2 separate regions of the Drosophila melanogaster genome follow, and region 2 is linked to region 1. Evidence: chromatin contacts called from public Hi-C data. All regions are on one chromosome and are shown on one strand. The core of a region is the stretch at or near the end of the contact, and the rest is flanking DNA. Distances in the headings are between cores, read along the strand shown.

Evidence for each region. A called contact is a pair of places that touch in the nucleus more often than the background predicts.
Region 2: a contact with region 1 is called in a Hi-C map of the Kc167 cell line, with 4 times the contacts expected there. The contact joins the promoter of KLHL18 here to the promoter of Tango9 in region 1. A contact is called at or near these places in 18 of 107 Hi-C or Micro-C datasets (the D17-c3 cell line, the Kc167 cell line, the ML-DmBG3-c2 cell line and 7 more) and 2 of 6 datasets of contacts at active chromatin or transcription factors (the Kc167 cell line and the S2 cell line).

Annotation. Positions count from the first base shown.
Region 1 is chr3R:11,972,785-11,977,703 of dm6, reverse strand. It overlaps Tango9 (Transport and Golgi organization 9), which reads left to right and starts at 2,794. Exons shown (of 4, transcript NM_001316533.1): 1 at 2,794-3,158; 2 at 3,247-3,394; 3 at 3,477-3,630; 4 at 3,692-4,919. The coding sequence starts at 3,091. The coding sequence ends at 4,467. It overlaps CG10005, which reads left to right and starts at 507. Exons shown (of 4, transcript NM_141880.4): 1 at 507-715; 2 at 1,209-1,605; 3 at 1,990-2,280; 4 at 2,391-2,548. The coding sequence starts at 616. The coding sequence ends at 2,188. GC2 (Glutamate Carrier 2) reads right to left here. Exons shown (of 3, transcript NM_169443.3): 3 at 4,808-4,919. The coding sequence ends at 4,836. It overlaps lncRNA:CR44135 (long non-coding RNA:CR44135), which reads left to right. Exons shown (of 1, transcript NR_073998.1): 1 at 1-64.
Region 2 is chr3R:12,008,128-12,013,046 of dm6, reverse strand. It overlaps KLHL18 (Kelch like family member 18), which reads left to right and starts at 2,613. Exons shown (of 5, transcript NM_001275565.1): 1 at 2,613-2,805; 2 at 2,904-3,757; 3 at 3,820-4,078; 4 at 4,152-4,684. The coding sequence starts at 2,674. The coding sequence ends at 4,634. It overlaps GCC185 (GRIP and coiled-coil domain containing 185 kDa), which reads right to left and starts at 2,275. Exons shown (of 5, transcript NM_001104285.2): 1 at 2,087-2,275; 2 at 1,925-2,024; 3 at 1-1,864. The coding sequence starts at 2,116.

The sequences.
Region 1 (4,919 bases), core at 1,545-4,044:
AGTGCCGCTTTAAATAAATATTTATACCCTGGAAAAATGTAGTTTATCGTTTTAAGATTTACTTAAAAAATTCGTCAAATATTTATTGTTTTAAGAGTTCTAAAACATTACAAAGCTAGATATTGTCAAAAGAATTTCGTATCTACTTAATTAATTAATTAATTTAATTTAAATAAATGTTTTTGGTTTCCAGAAAAGGAATCTAAATCTTTTTGTAGAATTTTTAAATAATTACATATATGTACATCATTTTGATGGGTACTCAATATGTCTATACTTATGGATTCGTTTTGGTTTTCCATCGGCGCTGCCAATAAATTTTCGCCTTATCAAAAGCGCAGTGCAATTAACTGTTTTCATGCTCTGCTATTGACCAAATTCTCACCGACTCTCTGTGGAGTCGACTCTTCCTCTCTTAAGTCGAGTCATATTTCCAGTTTTCTTTCATCGCCTGTGGTGAGTGGAGTTTTTGAGTCGCGCTTATATGCGCTGCGCAGCCGCATTTGCTTCGTCAGTTTGAATCTTGGCTTGCAGCTGTGAAGATATCTACGAGAGTCAGGAAACTCGCTATAACTTTAAATCGTTTTGTATTAAATAATAATAAAGTGCAGTAATATGTCGGGATTAATGAATGGCTTTCTGCTTTTGTTCGCCTGCAATTTGCTGTTGGCTGTGCACGTATCTGCCAATAAGCAGCAGAAAAATCAAAACCAAGGTAAGATCGTCGACTTGGGTCAGCAAGAGAACAACGTGACTGAATCATCCAGGTTGGGCGAAGAAATTCCCAATGCCAAGTTCTTTTGCTGCGCGCTGTTCTAGCCAGACCAAAATAAACAGAAACCGGTTACCAGCAATGCCGGCTATCTGAGAGATGAGTGAACTTCAACGGTTCGGTGGATAAGGTGCACAGAAATGGTAGGCTCAGGTGGTTCTAACGGTTACTTACGCGAAGAAAGCACTTAAAAGTGGCCAACAAAAGAAAAGGAGAGTTATAGTCTATAAATGCTTAAAGAAAGTTGAAGAACTTAAGCAGGCTTTTATGTTTAGTTACTTGCATTTTTTTAATTGGAACAATTATACCTAGTTTACTAAACGTACAACATTACATTAAAAAGCAAAAGAAGCAGATATTTTTACTTAATAGCATAGAAACGTGTTACATAAACCACCTTTAATGTCAAGCATGAAATTGTTTCGCCCTATTGCAGAAATCTGGGAACAAGACCTTTCGGACACCTTTAAAATCGAGGGCAGCGACCAGGGCATTCAAAAGGTTAACCTCAAGTGCGGAGCGGACTCCATGAACGTGGTGCTGGAGACGGAGAAGCCTTTCATGGGTGTGATGTACACTCGTGGCAGCTTCTACAAGCAGTCTGCGCCGTGCTTCATGAAGCCATCTTCCAGCCAGGGATCCCGCACAATGGAGATGAACTTCCAGCTGGACCAGTGCCAGACGATCCGGGATGGTGATCTCTACACCAACATCGTGGTGATCCAAAACGACCCAGAGCTGATCACACCCGGAGATTCGGCCTTCTCGCTGGAATGCGACTTCCGGCAGCCTCGCAACCTGGACGTGGAGGCCAGCATGCAGGCCAGGGACAGGTAAGGTGGCGGATCTGAGTCCGAATCTCTGATTACGATCTCTGATCTGCATTAGAAACCCACAAAAGTTGCGCGGAGCACGCGGTGGAGCCCGCCAGCGCCAATAGATCTTTTCAACCAATCTAGATCTTTCCTCTTCGACTACAATCACCTCCAAAAGCTGTACATAAGGTACAAGAGAGATGACCAGTTTTTTTGCTATACCCCCAAAATCTAATACCAGCCAAGTAGCGCTATACTAACCATACATAACTAACTTTGGTACACAACAATCAGTTACGGCCCAGATAGGTACTCATAGGATATTCGAATATTTATCCGAATTATTTAGTCCACTTGTCACACCACCAGTACAATACCCGCCCACATACATGCATTCCACAGAGTGGCCACTGGTTCGAAAATCACACTCACAAGTCCTGATCCCGCGGCACCCACGGAACACCTACATAACTCGGTGGTCAGCAACAGCGACTCGGTCGCATACATACCAAAGTTCAGTCGGCCAAATAGAACCATACACCTGGGCTCCGTGGAGGAGGTGACGCTGCCATCGTCCTCCCAGGCGCGAGATGAGCTCTAGGAACACCTACACTCCACGAAACGATACTTAAATAGAACACAAGATACTCAAAGACATTATCACAACACTTAAAGAAACACCACAGAGTACAGGTGAGGCGACAGGACACGCTTTGGTTGCCAACTGTGTTTTTGCTTGCTAATGTTTGCTAAATATCGATTTTGCGATCCTATACTATATTATAATATTGAATTATTTACAGGAAATTAGCACAGAATGCGACGCAGGCGCCAACGGAAGCAAATTGATGGCAATTGTGCGGCAAATGCATTAACACCACTTCATGTATTTTCATTTAAATGGTTTTTCATATCCTGTGATATTTTTTAAGTTTGTGTTTAATAAAAACTTGGCAAAAGTAATCCATTTTTCTGTTGAAATATTTATACAATTTGTAAAGTCCCAAAGATCGTCAACGAAGTTTTATGTGACACTTTCCCTAATATTAAATCCATAAGCATTTTGGTGTCGATTCAGTTTTAATTTCAAAATATAATTTCACGCGCCAATTTAAAACCCACCAGTTGCTTTGTAGTGTGACCATATTCGTTGTTGATTTCCTGCTCACTATATTTTGTGTAGTATTTTTGCTAGCCTGTGCGGTCTCACTGTTGGCGAAAAAAAATAAACAAAAGTCCCGTAAAGACAAACTAATTCGCACTACTTGCAAAAAAATTACTAGTTACTTAGGTTTTTGACCTTGAAAAAGGTAAAGTTACTGGTTAATGACCACAACAACTCAAGTGGATTATATAGATCTGTGGAAGGGCAGTCAATTGACCGTCTGGCCGCACTTTTTTGCACTTATCACTGCGCAGTCACAATTGCAAATTGCACAAAGAACGTCAATATTTATAAATCGAATTAACGCTGCACCCGTCAAGTGAATCTTCCGCCGACGAATGGATCATCGTGTTTTCCTGTCGCTGATCTTTGTGCTCAGCGGCACCTTCAACGTTCTGGTGGTGAAGTGAGTACCAAAAGATCGCTTAATAATAGTAAGTAATAGTGCTAAATAAATGTGCACTCGATGCTGTGTGTGCGTGTACGCATTGCAGGTGGGCCAATCAACAACAGGTAATCGGCAGCGATGGAAAACTTCATGGATTTCAACATCCAGTGGTGTTCACACTGCTCATGTTCCTGGGCGAGTTCCTGTGCTTTGCGGTCTTCAAGGTGATCCGCCTGATCTCCAATCGTCGTGGAGTAAGTTCCAATGCCGGTTGGTTTATAATCGGCAAAGCTTTTGTATTTAAGGAACTTTTAATCATCTGGCAATCATACACAGGTTATATCCGATCTGGATAGCATCTTGTCGCAGGACAGCAGTGAGTTCCGCCCTGTTAGCATGCTATTGCCCACTTTGCTGGATGCGGCAGCCTCCATTCTGTTGTTCACCGGACTTTACTTGACTTACGCCACCAGCTTTCAGATGATAAGAGGTACTTCTATCAGACAGTGGCCTTGCTTATCATTACTTACGTCGCCTCATCTTTCCCGCAGGCGCCGCCCTGATCTTTGTGGGCATCTTTAGCACCATGTTTCTGAATCACACGCTGACCGGACGGCACTGGCTGGCCATCTTTACGATATCGTGCGGCCTGCTGGACATTATCAGTCTGGACGTCCATCGCGTTGAATACGACCTGGTCACGTTGCCTTACACGGACTACAAATCCATTCTGACCGGCGACTTACTCATCATCATTGCTGAAATTCTGCACGGACTGCAATATGTTTGCGAGGAGAAACAGCTAAAAACCTCGAATGTTGCTCCACTGCAAGCTGCTGGCTGGCAGGGAATCTTCGGCTTGGGCATCACCTCGATGCTGGCCATTTGCATGAACTTCCTGCCGAGCATTGATCCATTTAGCTGTAGTTCGCGTGCAGTTTTCGACGATTGGGGTGATCTCTTTGCGGCTCTGCAGGGGAGTATCTCATTGATTATGACTCTGATTGCCTTCACCATCTCATGTGCCATGTACAACTTCATTGGACTGTACATTGCGATGTACTCGTCCAGCGCCAACCGGCTTCTGGCCGATGGCCTACGCGTTTACTTCATCTGGGTGTTTGTGATTATCATGGAGTGGGAGTACATGAATCTGGTCACGATCATGGGCTTCCTCATCCTGCAAATGGGTATCATCCTCTACCGACAGGCCCTATTCCTCGACTGGTATCGAGCTGCAGTGGCCCGCTGGTATCGTGCTCGTTACGTGGATTTGGGTACTGAGAATGCGGCTGCTCCGAACAGCCGGCCAGCGGATGTGATCTAAGGTGACTGAGGAGTAGCTGAGGTGAAAGGATTGTGATGAGAGAGATGGGCTGCAAATCAACCCTGGGCTGATTCTTGAAGATTACTTATCGATTATATGTATAGATGCAATAAGAAAATACACACATTAAATGTTAATTGAGCTCCTAGAAGTCATTTCATTTCATTAAATTCTAAATATTGGTTTATATAGGATAATTCCTCTATGATGTAGCCGTCCAATTTGGGAAAGTTTCATACAGATAGCTTCAAACCTGGGGAACTAGCTTGTGTAGAAGACGGACGGATAAAACGGACATGGCTTAATCGACTCGGGGATAAAAAAATTCTTATTAATATGAGGGGGGGGAAGAGACCTTTAATTATAAGTTACACAGATTTCGTTCGCTCGATGCCCAGAATCTTCTCGCCCACACCCAAAAAATAAAACATTTGCGCGATACCAAATAGTGG
Region 2 (4,919 bases), core at 1,364-3,863, 36 kb before region 1:
ACCTGGACCTGCATGCGATCAATCTGCTCCTTAAGTTCTAGGGAGTGGGCCGCTTCGCCGTTTTTGGCCTCCTCTAGGATAGCGATCTCCTTGCGCAGCTGGACGATGGTGTTTTCCTTGCTGGCCAGTGATTCCTTAACGGCTTCTAGTTCGCTAGACTTAGCTGTCAGCTTCGCACTAACTTCGCTCAGGGATTTTTCAGCTGCTTCAATTTCCAAATTAAGGACACTGGAGTGCTTTACTTTCTCCTTGGACTTTAGCTTCTGGTTTTCAGCTCGAGCTGCATTTAAATCCTGTTGCAGTTGGGCCTGTGCCAACTTGATTGCCTCCAACTCCTCCTTTAGGGCACCGCTCTGTTCCATTTCATTCAGCTGCTGCGTCTGCTCCTGCAGTTTCTTTTTCAGCTTGGCAGCTATGGCTCTGAGCTTATGGTACTTCTCCTCGTAGCCTTCGTCCAGTTCACGCAGGCGGCTTAGTTCTTCGGCTCGTGATATTGTGGATGTCGACAGAACATCACTCTGGGCATCAGCATTCGCCTGCTCCAATTCCTCAACACGGCTCTGGAGTTGTTTGATCTTCTGTAACTTCTCCTGCGCCGCCTGCTGACTATTAGATAGTTGAGCCTCCAAGTCTCGTTGTCGCTTGACCTCCGCTTCGTGCTGTTCTTGAAGGCGTGAAATGGCATCACCGCGTCCTTTGAGCGCCTCGTTCAGTTCCCGCATCTCCGTTAGCAACTCTCCATGCTCTTGCTCCTTGAGGTGGTATCGCGTAAGCAAATCCTCGTTGTGTTGGCGCAGTTCTATGCAGATGGCTTCCAACTCCTGCAACTTCCTCTGCTGATTATCACGCTCCTTTGCAATGACTTTGACCAGATTTTGCATTTGATCAAGCTTGGTCTGGAATAAGCTTACATTAAGGTTCCTGGCGTGATTTTTGGTGTTTTCCTGCTCCTTCGTTACACTTATCAATTGTTCCTTGTCAATTCTATGCTGCTGCTTTATAATGACTGCAAGCTCTTCGAGAGCGGTTATCTTCTTAAGTAGGTACTCCACATTCAAATTGCTCCTTTGGTTCTTTTGCTTCTGCTTCACTATTTTGGCTAGCCGATCCATTTCCTGAACTCTTTGCAGCAAGCGCTTGCGGTCAATTCCAGTGTCAATTGTTTGAGGATTATTGTCTGACTTTCCATTGTTCAGCTTCAGTTTTTCATTCTCGGCCTGCAGGGATGCCATCTTTGCGCACAACAGTTGCGAAGCTTTGATAATCTCCACCTGCCATTTGGAAACGGATGCGGCGTACTCGTGCTGCGTTTCCAGCAGCACGCACTTGCACTCCTTGAGGTTCTTCAACTTGCGGTGTACATCAATGAAGCGGTCCTTTAGAGAATTAAACTTCTTGCGTTGCTCAGAGTTAAGTTCCTTGATGTTTTGGTACTTTTGCTGCAGCACACTCGACTCTTCTTCCATCGTGGCGACTTGCTGGCGAAGACTAGCGTTTTCCGCCTCCGCTTCCTTAATTTTGGCAATGTCCACTTCCAAAAGTTCCAGATTCTTGCGCTGCTCGTTACCCAGAGCATTGACCTGTTGCATAGCCTTTTCCATGCGATCCACATTGGCAAGGAGGGCATCGTTTTCATCACTCAGTCGCCCAAGTTGGCGCTTTAGGCTCTCGTTCTCGATCTCGAATTGCGTCAGTCGATCGGCATCCTCTTTGGTCTTTCGTTTCAGATTATTCACTTCCTCGGTGAGGATGAGGTTCTTATCGGTGAAGTCCTGGACCATTTCCTGCATGGCTGGCAGGCTGCTCTGCTTCTCCGCCGCCCGTTTAAGGGCATCCTTGAGTCGGTGATTTTCCTCGGTGAGTTCTGAAAGAGAGTGGCTTGCATTATTCTGGAAGATTCCCTGAAACTCTCCATCAAACTTACCATCTTTTGCCTGTTTCGCCTTTTTAGCGATGTTGAGCAGGCCTTTGTATTTGCTGATGATTTCATCTTTGCTCAGCGCCTCGATCGGATTCGGGTTCTTCTGCAAATGCAAATAACAAGATGAGACGTCATCATCAATTCTAGCGACACCTTTTTACTCACCTGGGTTTCCCTCGGTGATGCGGCTTCCATGTTACTTGCTATTTTCGTATCCTTGCATTTAATAGCGGTCCAAACATTTATGTCTTAACTCAGATCAGTGGTTTTCCAATTAGCAAGCGACCCAGATTACTCGAAAATGTTTTTGGACCCTTAATCAATCCGAGCGAAGAAAACACTCCAGCCACACTAACAGCTGATAGGGCTGTCATCACCGCCCAATTAGTGATGAGCGTCTTTTTTTAAGAAGGTGACGCAAAAACGGAAAAATTACTAATTAAAATTAAATGAAAGAATAATATTGTCTTAAAAATATGTGCTTTTTAAGGATTTAATTATCACTGTTGCATAAAAAGGGCTCAACTTTTTAATAAGTATTATGAAATTACATTTTGGTCCAAGAACGTTACCTTTAAAATTAAACAATATGATTCAATAAATTTGTTTCACTACTATTGGTGTTGTTCAACTATCGAAGGAACCTCAACTATCGATTAATGTGACCGCTCACCACTGACCACCACTAGCTCTGCAGTACAAGCAACATTTGGCATCTCTACTGTTTATCATTTTCTTGATCCGTTAAAGTGATGGATTTGAGTGATAATAGCCAAGTGGAGGATCAATACTTTGTTTACAAGCATGATAAGCTATTCGGCGAGAGTTTCCCCCTGTTCAAGGAAATCCGCAGGATGGGCAAGCTGTGCGATGTCACCCTAAAGGTTGTTTGCGTGCAGACTGGGGCATTCAATCACCCGCAGCTCAGAGATACGTTCATTATCTAGCGTCTAAATATAAAATGCCATCCCAATTATTGCAGGTTGAAGATCAGACCTTCTCAGCGCACCGCGTTGTGCTGGCGGCCACCATCCCGTATTTCTATGCGATGTTCACCAACAACATGGCAGAGAGTCGGATCAAGGAGATCACCATGAAGGAGAGCGCCATAGAGCCAAGTGCCCTGGAGAGTCTGATCAACTATGTTTACAGCGGCCAAGTGCGCATCGACAACCAGAATGTGCAGAACCTGATGGTGGGCGCCAGCTTCCTGCAATTGTCCAACGTGCGGGATGCCTGTGCCAGTTTCCTGATCTCCCGCTTTCATCCGCACAATGTCCTGGGAATCCGCACCTTCGCCGACTCCATGATCTGCCGGCAGCTAATCGACGCTGCCGACAAGTATATTGATCAAAACTTTGCCAAAGTCTCGCAGTCGGAGGAGTTTCTCGCCCTGGACTGCGAACAATTGCTGGAGCTGATGCGCCGGGACGAACTCAACGTACGCACCGAGGAGGTCATCTTCGAGGCCTGCATGAAGTGGGTCAAGTACGCAGAAGACAAGCGCTCTGAGCTCTTTCCTCAGGTCCTGGCTGCAGTGCGTTTGCCATTGCTCTCGCCTCAGTTCCTGGCGGACCGTGTGGCCCGCGAGGAACTCATTCGATCCTCGCACCAATGCCGTGATCTCCTAGACGAGGCCAAGGACTTTCACCTCATGCCCGAGCGCAGGGGTCTGCTGCAGAGCTTTCGCACGCGCCAGAGATCCGGTGAGTTCTTTACCGGACAAATATACGCCGTGGGAGGACTGGCCAGCACTGGGGAATCTGTGAGCACGGTCGAGATTTACGATCCGCTCACCAAAAAATGGAAAATGGGCGAACAAATGTCCATGATGAGGTGAGTGTGCGAGGAGCATTTATTTCTATTCTATCCCATACTAATTGCCAATTTTTCGACAGATCTCGCGTGGGTGTGGCCGTTCTGAATGGCAAGCTGTACGCCTTTGGTGGATTCAATGGCACCGAACGTCTGTCCACCGTTGAGGTCTACGACCCGCGCAAAAACAAGTGGTCCCAGGGCTGTGCCATGCTCTGCAAACGCAGCGCCGTGGGCGTGGCCGCATTGGATGATTGTATCTATGTGTGCGGCGGCTACGACGGCGTCACGTCGCTCAACACCGTTGAAGTTTACTATCCAAAGTCTAACACTTGGAAGACTGTAAGTAAACAAACATTCTATGTAACCCAGATGGGTAAGAAAACTGATCCAACTTTAATTTCACTACCCGAAGGTTGCTCAAATGATGAAATATCGTTCGGCTGGTGGAGTTACCCAATTGAACGGCTACGTCTACGCCCTTGGCGGTCATGATGGGTTGTCCATATTCGATTCGGTGGAGCGGTACGACCAGGCCGAAGATGTCTGGGTTAAGATGTCGCCCATGCTGAATCGTCGCTGTAGACTGGGCGTGGCCACGCTGAACGGAAAGATATACGTGTGCGGCGGCTACTGCGGCAACTCATTCCTTCGATCCGTAGAGTGCTACGACCCTCAGACGGACACCTGGAAGCTGGTGACACCAATGAATTGCAAACGCTCGCGGGTGGCTCTGGCCGCCAACATGGGCAAACTGTGGGCCATCGGCGGCTATGATGGCGAGTCAAATTTGTCTACAGTCGAGGTGTACGATCCGGAGACCGACAAATGGACCTTTATGCCGCCCATGTGCGCACACAGTGGTGGTGTCGGAGCCGGGGTCATACGGATCGAGTAACCCACTCGATTCGCCTGCCAAACCCGTTTCTCTAGCCACACTCGTCTTAGGTAATTTATGTGAATTGAATCGATATAGTTTAGCCTAGATATGATTGTTGAGGGTAACCAAGCTTTAGTGGCACCTCGTGCGGCCGCCTCGTATGCAACTCAGCTCAGCTCTTGCAGCTCTATCAAAATTGTTCATATACTACTCACAGCTCTATAGATTTTGTCATTCCAGTTATGTAATTGTTTAGTTACTACGCCTAGCCTTAAATACTCATTACAATATTAATCCTCCAAA